Linked DNA regions of Mus musculus: region 2 is linked to region 1. The links are chromatin contacts, called in public HiChIP or PLAC-seq maps. All regions are on one chromosome and are shown on one strand. The core of a region is the stretch at or near the end of the contact, and the rest is flanking DNA. Distances in the headings are between cores, read along the strand shown.

What was found. HiChIP or PLAC-seq counts read pairs in DNA pulled down with a chosen protein or histone mark.
Region 2: a contact with region 1 is called in a BATF HiChIP or PLAC-seq map of CD8 T cells, with 28 read pairs. The contact joins the promoter of Ifne here to the enhancer-like site in region 1. A contact is called at or near these places in 9 of 39 promoter capture datasets (the 3T3-L1 cell line, 3T3-L1-derived adipocytes, the HPC-7 cell line and 4 more), 2 of 15 datasets of contacts at CTCF or cohesin (CD8 T cells and the NIH/3T3 cell line), 13 of 484 Hi-C or Micro-C datasets (3T3-L1-derived adipocytes, the CH12 cell line, Th1 cells and 9 more), 3 of 115 datasets of contacts at active chromatin or transcription factors (CD8 T cells, effector CD8 T cells and memory CD8 T cells) and 2 of 9 other capture datasets (adipose tissue and macrophages).

Annotation. Positions count from the first base shown.
Region 1 is chr4:88,999,349-89,003,734 of GRCm38.p6, reverse strand. All of the region lies in intron 1 of Gm34568 (predicted gene, 34568), which reads right to left. Among named protein-coding and RNA genes, the nearest start is that of Gm34568, 45 kb to the right of the region's middle. Within about 2 kb of position 2,059, at least 33 of the 459 cell types and tissues checked have an H3K27ac peak or open chromatin away from gene starts, as enhancers often do. A contact at or near this core is called in CD8 T cells, the NIH/3T3 cell line, Th1 cells and 3 more, where this site is marked.
Region 2 is chr4:88,877,848-88,882,233 of GRCm38.p6, reverse strand. It overlaps Ifne (interferon epsilon), which reads left to right and starts at 2,033. Exons shown (of 1, transcript NM_177348.2): 1 at 2,033-2,696. The coding sequence starts at 2,055. The coding sequence ends at 2,633.

The DNA of each region.
Region 1 (4,386 bases), core at 810-3,309:
TGCTGTGAACAGACACCATGACCAAGGCAAGTCTTTTAAAAAACAACATTTAATTGGGGCTGGCTTACAGGTTCAGAGGTTCAGTCCATTATCACCAAGGCCAGAGCATGGCAGTATCCAGGCAGGCATGGTTCAAGCAGAGCTGAGAGTTCTATGTCTTCATCCAAAGGCTGCTAGTGGAAGACTTTCTTCCAGGCAACTAGGGTGAAGGTCTTAAGCCCACACCTACAATGACACACCTACTCCAACCAGGTCACATCTATTCCAACAAGGCCACACCTCCAAATGGTGCCACTCCCTGGTCCAAGAATATACAAACCATGACACTGAGTTTATAGAAAAGGAAAGGAAATCTACAAGTTGAAGAGATAGCCACACTGCCATGGCTATGGTACTATTCAGAGTAGCTCAGGAATGGAAACAGCATAAGCGCCCATTGGTTGATGCGCCAATGAGGAAAACCTGGTACACGCCACACGTTCATGAATATGATTCATATTTTCATGAAAGAATGAAACCCTGTGGTTTGTAGCAGCACTGATGAAACCAGAGGTCATTATGTTAAGTGAAATGAGCAGGCACAGAAAGTCCCGCACCTGCGTGACCTCACTAACAGCAGAGGAGAAAAAAAAATCCATCTCTTAGAAATGAAGAGTGAAATGATAATTACCAGAGGCTGGTAAGTGTAGGGAGGGAGAAAGAACGGAAAGAGGCTAATTATCAGGTATTAACTTACAGTTAGGTAGAAAAAAAGTTCTAGTGGTGTGTTGCACAGGACAGTGACAATAGGTAATAACATATTCTCTTACTCTTTGTCTCACAGAAAAGAGTTTGAACATTTCCCCACCAGGAAGTAATAAGTGGGCCTAGGTTCTGTTTGTAAAGTGTTTGCCTTATAGGAACAAGGGCCTGAATTTGATTCCCAGAACTCATGGAAAACAGCTGGTGTCCTGCCACGTATTCATGATCCCAGTACCGGGAAAGCAAAGATAAGCCCAGCCCTGGGACTTGCCGGCCCCCTTGGTCAGCCCACTTGGTAAGCTCTAGACCTCAGAGACCCTGTCTCAAAAACAGAAATTGTCCATGAAAGATTGAAAAAAATTACAAAGTTTGTTGAGTTGGGAAGAGACTGATGAATTGGAGAAGAGTTTGGGGGGGGGGGCAGTGAATATGATTAAAACATATGGCATGGAACTCTTAAAAAAAAAACTAAGAAAAAATTTAAAACAAAAAACAGTAATGTGAATGGCTCCCAAGATTGAATACGCATCCCCCTCCCCCCCGTGTGTGTGTGTGTGTGTGTGTACAAGAAATGATAGGTGCTTCAAAAGACAGATATGTATGCCTGGTTTAGATTTCTATATAATATATTCATGATTTAAATATAATGCAGATGAGTACATGTTTTACTTTTTAATGGGCTATATAGATTTAACGGAAAGTGCAGAAACATTAGGCTCCTCCTCTTCCTCATTTAAGAGGTAGATAGTATCTATTTATAAAATGAGGGACTGTACCCAGGGTTCCTAAGGGCTCACTCTGCTCCAACATTCTTTGAGAAATTCTAAATCTCTATCCCTGCCCTCTCACTCAAATCATAAGCAATACTTAAAAGCATTTTTCCACAAGGATTTCTGCACATATTGTCTTGGAAATTTATTGTGAATCACTAAGTTACCCCCTTTTTGTTGGAAAATTAACAATGTTGCATTCTGTTGCTATAACCCAAACAATACTGAATTAAATTTGTCCTGGGCTTATGAAGGCATTTATTCAACAAAGTGATTTCTTTCCAAGCAAATGAGTTACTTATTTCCATTAAGAATAAAATAAAAAGAAAGCATGCTCTTCTCTATGTAACTAGTTCGGTAGACACTAACTGGTTGCATTGTCTGTAAAGCTGTGAATCAAGTAAAATTTCCTGTGAGTGTGCAGTTTCCTTTGTAGCTTACATAAATTTGTGGATTATTCCAAGATATGTACACTCATAGTTACTCACTTGAGAAAATAGAGTTGTGCGTACTTGCACATCATAGAAAAACACCCACACATACAAAGCCTGCCTTTTACCAGGACTTGAGATGAGAAAATAAAGCAGCCAGAATGGCTTCTTACCCCCTCCACCCTAACCACACCTTCCTGCCCTAAGCCTATTGCCCAAATCCAACTGTGCCCCAACACATGCCTCTTTGAAAATTGAAAAGATATTGAGAGGAAAGGTCAAGTGAAAAAAATAAAGCCGGAAAGAGAAACGTGTGAAAAAAGAGACCAAGACAGGAAATGTAGTTGGCTGGAGCTTTCTGAAGTAAACAGCATTTGGAAGCAGAGAGCAACTAATTCTTGACTTTCATGTTCTCCTGAAAAAGGTGATGGTCCAACAATTCAGTTGAATTAGGTAAATGGGGCTGTTTTAATGAGTTGAAATAAGATCATCTACCCAAGATACTTCTAGAAACTCAGTGAAATTCTTGGTTCTGATCATTTAGGTTAGAACTCTTGTAGTAGATAACCAATTAAACTCATCTTCTACTTGTGCATCTGGCGTGGTACTTGATCTCTACTACAGCAATTCTGTAGTGTTCTCTCTTTGCAGCATCACTCTTCCTATTTGTGCGTTCCTTTTTAGAATAAAAGTAGGCTGAGCCATCTCAGCGTTTGCATTTGCACTGAAGCCAAGCAGCCTGCCTAGCTCTTTGAAAGTGTAGGTATGGTTAAAGATAGAACCACTGAAAACCCAATAAAAGGAAGGCAAGGTGGTATCTATAGAAACGTCCTGCTGGGTTTCTATAGACAGGGCAGGAGGTACTAATCTGCTACCAGGGAACTGAGGAAGTGTGGTGGTGTTCCACAGCTCCAGAGAGCAAGCTAAGTGAGAATTTTGTAGGCCCCTAGCTGAGAGGTTGCCTCTTCAATAGAGAGTTCAGAACGTATTTGAGTCAGCCAACTTTTTTTTAATGTCTATGAAGTAGATATTTGAACCAATTTTTAGGCTTTAGTCACTCTAAAGCAAATTGCTGACAATAATCAAAAGTTCAAAATTATTGCTTGGTTGCAATTGCTGTTAGTCCTTTAAAACAAATATAGTTGCCTTTAAAAATGTTCATTCTTTAAAGTAAAGAAAAGCTTAAGTGAGGAAGAGCTTATAGCTTGCAAAAAAAAATGCACATCCCCCGGGGGGTCTTTATAAGTAGTAATCATGCTGCAATTGCTGCAAGAACAAATGAGGGCATCTATTCCATTAGCATGTACAAACAACTTGCCTCGTTAGATCTGACTTGAGACAAAAGTCTTGTTGTACACCAGCAGCCTTGTAAGTATTGCAAAAGTGACATTTAGCCCTCATCGGCATCGATTCATGCATTGTCATGTGGTGACTAAATCACTGAGTGTCTCATGCCCAGCAAGGAATTAGAGACTACAATGCTTGAGAACCATGTCAGTTGAAAACGACTGGAAAGTCATTTGATTCAGTTTAGTTATGAAAAACATTTATTGCTTATTTACGTATATAACACATTGTAGTGAAACATGCATAGGGCAAATGAGACTTTCCTTCAAGCAGCTTGTTGAAAATAGATAATTACAAATATGGCTATAAAATGAAATCTTGTAATAATGTACTGAATCAATGGTATGGGGTGTGTGTGCCCAGATGCACACACACTCATGCGTGCACAGATCCATTGATTTTTAAATACTTCCCATTGATTAGGGCCCAGTGGGTTTCTTCTGTCTAAGGAAAGACTTCAACCTTTCTCTAAGTGAAATGAGCATGCTCCGATATTGGAGCAGTAGCTTAGACATCCCTGTCTACATTTCTGTTTGCACATTTTAGTCACCAAGTTGTTCTCTGATCCAGCCATAAATGAGCCATATTGACTTTAAGTTGTGATCACTCCATGCAGACAACTTGTCTGTAAGGCGATATGCAAATATGGTGGAAGTATTGCATTTGATAAAAATGGCATTATGAGTTTGGGATAATTTCCTGTATTAAGCTTGATCCCTGCTAATAGATGCTGCTGCTATGGAAAACTGGGCAGTTCTGTTTCTATGAGACCAGAATGCTGTTTGTCCATGCAGCCCCATTCCAAAGTCCACTGAGAATAGTCTACTTAGTGGAGTTTAGGATAAGCCACTGGAGGTAGGAGCTTTCCCCCTTTTCTTCCACTGTCCATTGCATCACATTTTTTTTCTTATTATCCACCAATGTAATTTAATTTTATTATAATGTATGCTTAGAGGTGAAAAAAGCCATGTCTCCAAAATAATTACATCTCTTTTTCTTCTCAAGAGCTCCTCTTTGATTTTTAGCTAATAACTGAAAAATGATGTAGGAGGAAACAGTAAATAAACTCTTGTATAAAGAGCACAGTTGGATATATT
Region 2 (4,386 bases), core at 784-3,283, 120 kb after region 1:
GCCATAAGAATGGGATTAAAACAAGTTAATTTTAAATATTAAAATGAATTATAAGCTATTAAAAGTTAAATTTAATCTGTTAGGACAAATACATTAATACAAAATAATCTATGAAAGTCTTGCCATTACCATTAATATTCTTTCCCTGGAATGCCACATTAAAGGTTTACATGTGTAGGCTGAGACTAGTTAGATTCCATTATCTAGACATGTAATGAGACGATAAATGTCTGAAAGGTGGTTTTAACACTTTACTGTTTCACCCAAAACCTGCCTTCAAAGAAATAATCACAGATGTAACTTGCTGTATTATTTTATGGTAGGATGCATTTCCATACTCAATGCATGTTTACTAACATTTACTATAGTAGTATAGGTAGTAAAGAAGATAATTTGGTTTGTATTTCTAAGAGGCTTTTAATTTAGGGAGGTTATAAGATAGGTAAATCAAATGCCTCACATAAATTAGAAAAAAGAAGGATATCTTAAAGGGAGTACAAAGTACAGCAGGGATCTAGAAGAGAGAGTGGAGAGGGAGAGGGACACACACACATACAAGAAGGAGCTGTGGAGATTTGGCCTCAGATAAGCCATAGTCACTAAAGAAGTGCAGGTGATGATTCATAGAAAGAAAGAGCGATCAGCAAACACACAAACATTAGTTGTGTGAGGGGAACACTGTGTCTTTTAAGTATTAGCTGTGTTAAGAGGTGTGGTGGTTTGAATAGGTATGGTCCCCATAGACTCATGTGTTTGAATACTTGGTCCATAGGGAATGGCACTAGTAGGAGGTGTGGCCTTGTTGGAGGAAGTGTATTACTGTGGGGTCTGGCTTTGAGGTCCCATATGCTCAAGCTGTGCCCAGTGTGGCACATAGCCTCCTTCTGCTATCTGCAGATCAAGCTGTAGAACTCACAGCTCCTACTTTATGACTGTGTCTGCCTACATGTTTCCTGCTATGACAATAAGGGACTAAACCTCTGAACTGTAAGCCAGCCCCAATTAAATATTTTCCTTTATAAGAGTTGCCATGGTCACGGTGTCTCATCACAGAATCTTTTACTTCCTCTGGAGTCCAGTTCCCTCGACTTCACTTACTACAACTGTTCCGGGTAAAACTAAGAAGGTAGGCTGGGGGATTGCTCAGGAGGATCTTAGCAATGTGGAACTGGGTATTTGTAATTTAAGAGGCATTACTATTGTAGAGCTGTTCTCATTGGCTTACCATAGTTGCAGCTAGTCTAGGGAAAATGGACCATCCAACCACTTCCATCTCTTCTCACAATCTTGTTATCTTTAACTGGTTTCATGTATTCATAGAGGACCAACACATTTGTAGCCATTGTACTGAACTTGTAGGTTGTGCATACTATGCTGCTATCATGAGGCTATAATCACAATCTTTTGATAAGTTTTACTTTTATCTTATTTTGTAAGCTAAAATATTAGATATTAAACTGATTGGGTGAAATATAAAATAGTTCAAGGTTATTGGTACATATTTTCACATTAATATGCCCAAATACTTGTGCACATTTACAGTTGTACATGAAGTTTCAAAGTTATCAGCCTGTGGATTTCAATGTTTACCTCAGAGTGTGCTCTGGCCACTACCAGATCTATAATAAATAATACTCCATGAAATACCACTGCTTGAAAAAGGAAGCTTGCTCTCAATAAAAGTGCATTACTAAGCCTGAGTAAGCATTTAGAAAGTGCATTGTGTTAGTTAAGGCTTGTACGTAATAAATAATGAGTGGTAATAGTAGGTCAGAGTGGACAACTATCATTGTCTCAAGACAAGTGCACAGTGAAGCCAGCTCTTTCGTTACTTCCTCAAACAGCAACACAATGGGGAATGTAAAGGAAATGTTCCATAAAACCCTGGAATGGGAACCAGAAAACCTAAGGTATAAACTTGGGAAACGACGTACAAGGAAACACAGACAACAGAAAAGAACACCCTCCCTCAGGGTTTCAGATGCGTGAGAGGTAAATATTTCCCAGAACTGGAGTGGTACAAGGTGTGCAGAGATCCCTGTGTGCCCTCCACCATGGTTCACAGACAGCTCCCTGAAACGGTGTTGCTGCTCTTGGTTTCTTCCACTATCTTCTCCCTAGAACCGAAACGGATTCCCTTCCAATTGTGGATGAACAGAGAAAGCCTACAACTACTGAAACCTTTGCCAAGCTCGTCAGTCCAGCAGTGTCTAGCACACAGGAAGAATTTCCTGCTTCCTCAGCAGCCTGTGAGTCCTCACCAGTACCAAGAGGGACAGGTGCTGGCTGTTGTGCACGAGATCCTTCAGCAGATCTTCACGCTCCTCCAGACACATGGGACTATGGGCATTTGGGAGGAAAACCATATAGAAAAAGTCTTAGCTGCGCTTCACCGGCAGCTGGAATACGTGGAGTCACTGGGTGGACTGAACGCAGCGCAGAAGAGTGGGGGCTCGAGTGCGCAGAACCTTAGGTTACAGATTAAAGCATACTTCAGGAGGATCCACGATTACTTGGAAAACCAAAGGTACAGCAGCTGTGCCTGGATCATTGTCCAGACAGAAATCCACCGCTGTATGTTCTTTGTGTTCAGGTTCACAACATGGCTGAGCAGACAAGACCCAGACCCTTGAACACTGAGAAGCAAGAGCCAACAGGGGATTTGAAAGACATAGGTTGGTGGCGGAGTGGGAGGAGCTATATGAACATGATTTGTTTCTTTTTGGTGTAAAGTGGCTGCATTGTTTTGCTTCTGCCCAGGTTTAACTGTGTTCTAAGATGGCATGCATTGCAATATCCATTTTGCCATGCCATGTTATGTTTTCTACCAACTTCAAATTATTTAGGAATTAAAATTAATTCATTAAAATTTCATAATTGGTTCTTCAGTGGTGAAATTTCGTAGAATTTTGCCGTTAGATACGATGAGCTATCTCGATAATGTAGTGAGCATTCCTTAACATACAGCATTAATTCATGTTTACCAGAACTTGTTAGCATCAATCCATGAATATTTCTATTACAAAGACATAATAGAAATACGGCCAAAAGGTGTGAACAATTTTCAGAAGAATGAAAACAGATTCAATCTCACTCATTATAATAATAATAATGCAGATTACAACTGAATAGCATGCTGTTTTTAACCTATTAACTAACACCTCAAGGTTTAATTAAGAAAAAATATGCAGACTCAACACATTTCTGAGAAAGCAGGAACTTTTCCTGTGTGCTAGACTCTGTCGGGTGATTAGTTAATGAATGCTCTTACAATTTGCTAGATCAGCAGAAGTTAGTGTAAGCAACTTCACCTAAGAGAACAAGATTCTCTTGACGAGAACGTGATGTTTTCTCTACAAAAGTACATAGAGAAAAATAAAAGCAAAAAAAAAGTAAAACGTGTATAAGTAGTATATTTGTGTAAAACCATGAAGTAATCTTAATATTTGTACTGACTACATGTGAAGAACTAAAGAACACACGAGAAATAAATGGTAAGGATTAATTATTGTTCTGTGGAGGCCGACTTGAGGGATGGGGGGCAGGAAGAAGAGGGAAGGAGAGCCTTTGCTCTTGTTTCTGTGGTAGCTTTGAGTCATATGCTTATTATAAATTAAGTTAAATGCATCTAGCTGGTTAGAATTATTATCAGCGAAGGAGCCTTGCTGAGGAACAGAGGGGCGAGTTGACAGAGGAAGCCGGACTGAAGCAGTCCGCTCTTGGTTGGCAAAGGCTGGGAGGAAGCTGACCATGCCACGGGGAGGGGCTTCTGCTTCCGGAGGGCTCTGATAGTGACAGGCTCGAATCTCTCCTAGCCACGCCCTTCCAGAAGGCATCACAAAGCAATGCGGAGCAAGTTGTCTGAAGTCCACTGAGACTCGCTGATTTGGCTACACTACAGATACAAAGGACACAAGCTCTGCAACTACTTCTACTTCATGGTCCTTGGGTAGTCTGCCATGGAAGTTACTTCTGAATGTAGAGGCTTGCTGGAGAACCAGACAATCCCAGTTTGGTTTAATCATTGCAAGCAGCTCTTGGTAGAGGCACCTAGATTTGGCTTAAATGAAAGGGGAGGGGGAGCTGAATGGACTTCTGAATGGGAAGAGGTTGCCACAGTGAGGTAATCTCTCCAACAACTGAAAACACAGGAGCTAGCAAGGGAGGGAAAGACCGTGCTGACTTCATTGTGAGGCCCAGGACGGGATCTGTTTACCTTTAAGTTCACAGAGAGGTAGTGGAGTCAGGGAAGGAAAATAATATTTACCACACTTGACTGAAAATACAGGTCGTTTTGCTTCTCATGGTCTGGAAAACTTTTTGTTGTTTTTCTACTTTAAACCAGGAAGTTTCCAGAACCAAATCCGTCATCTAACAATTACCCAG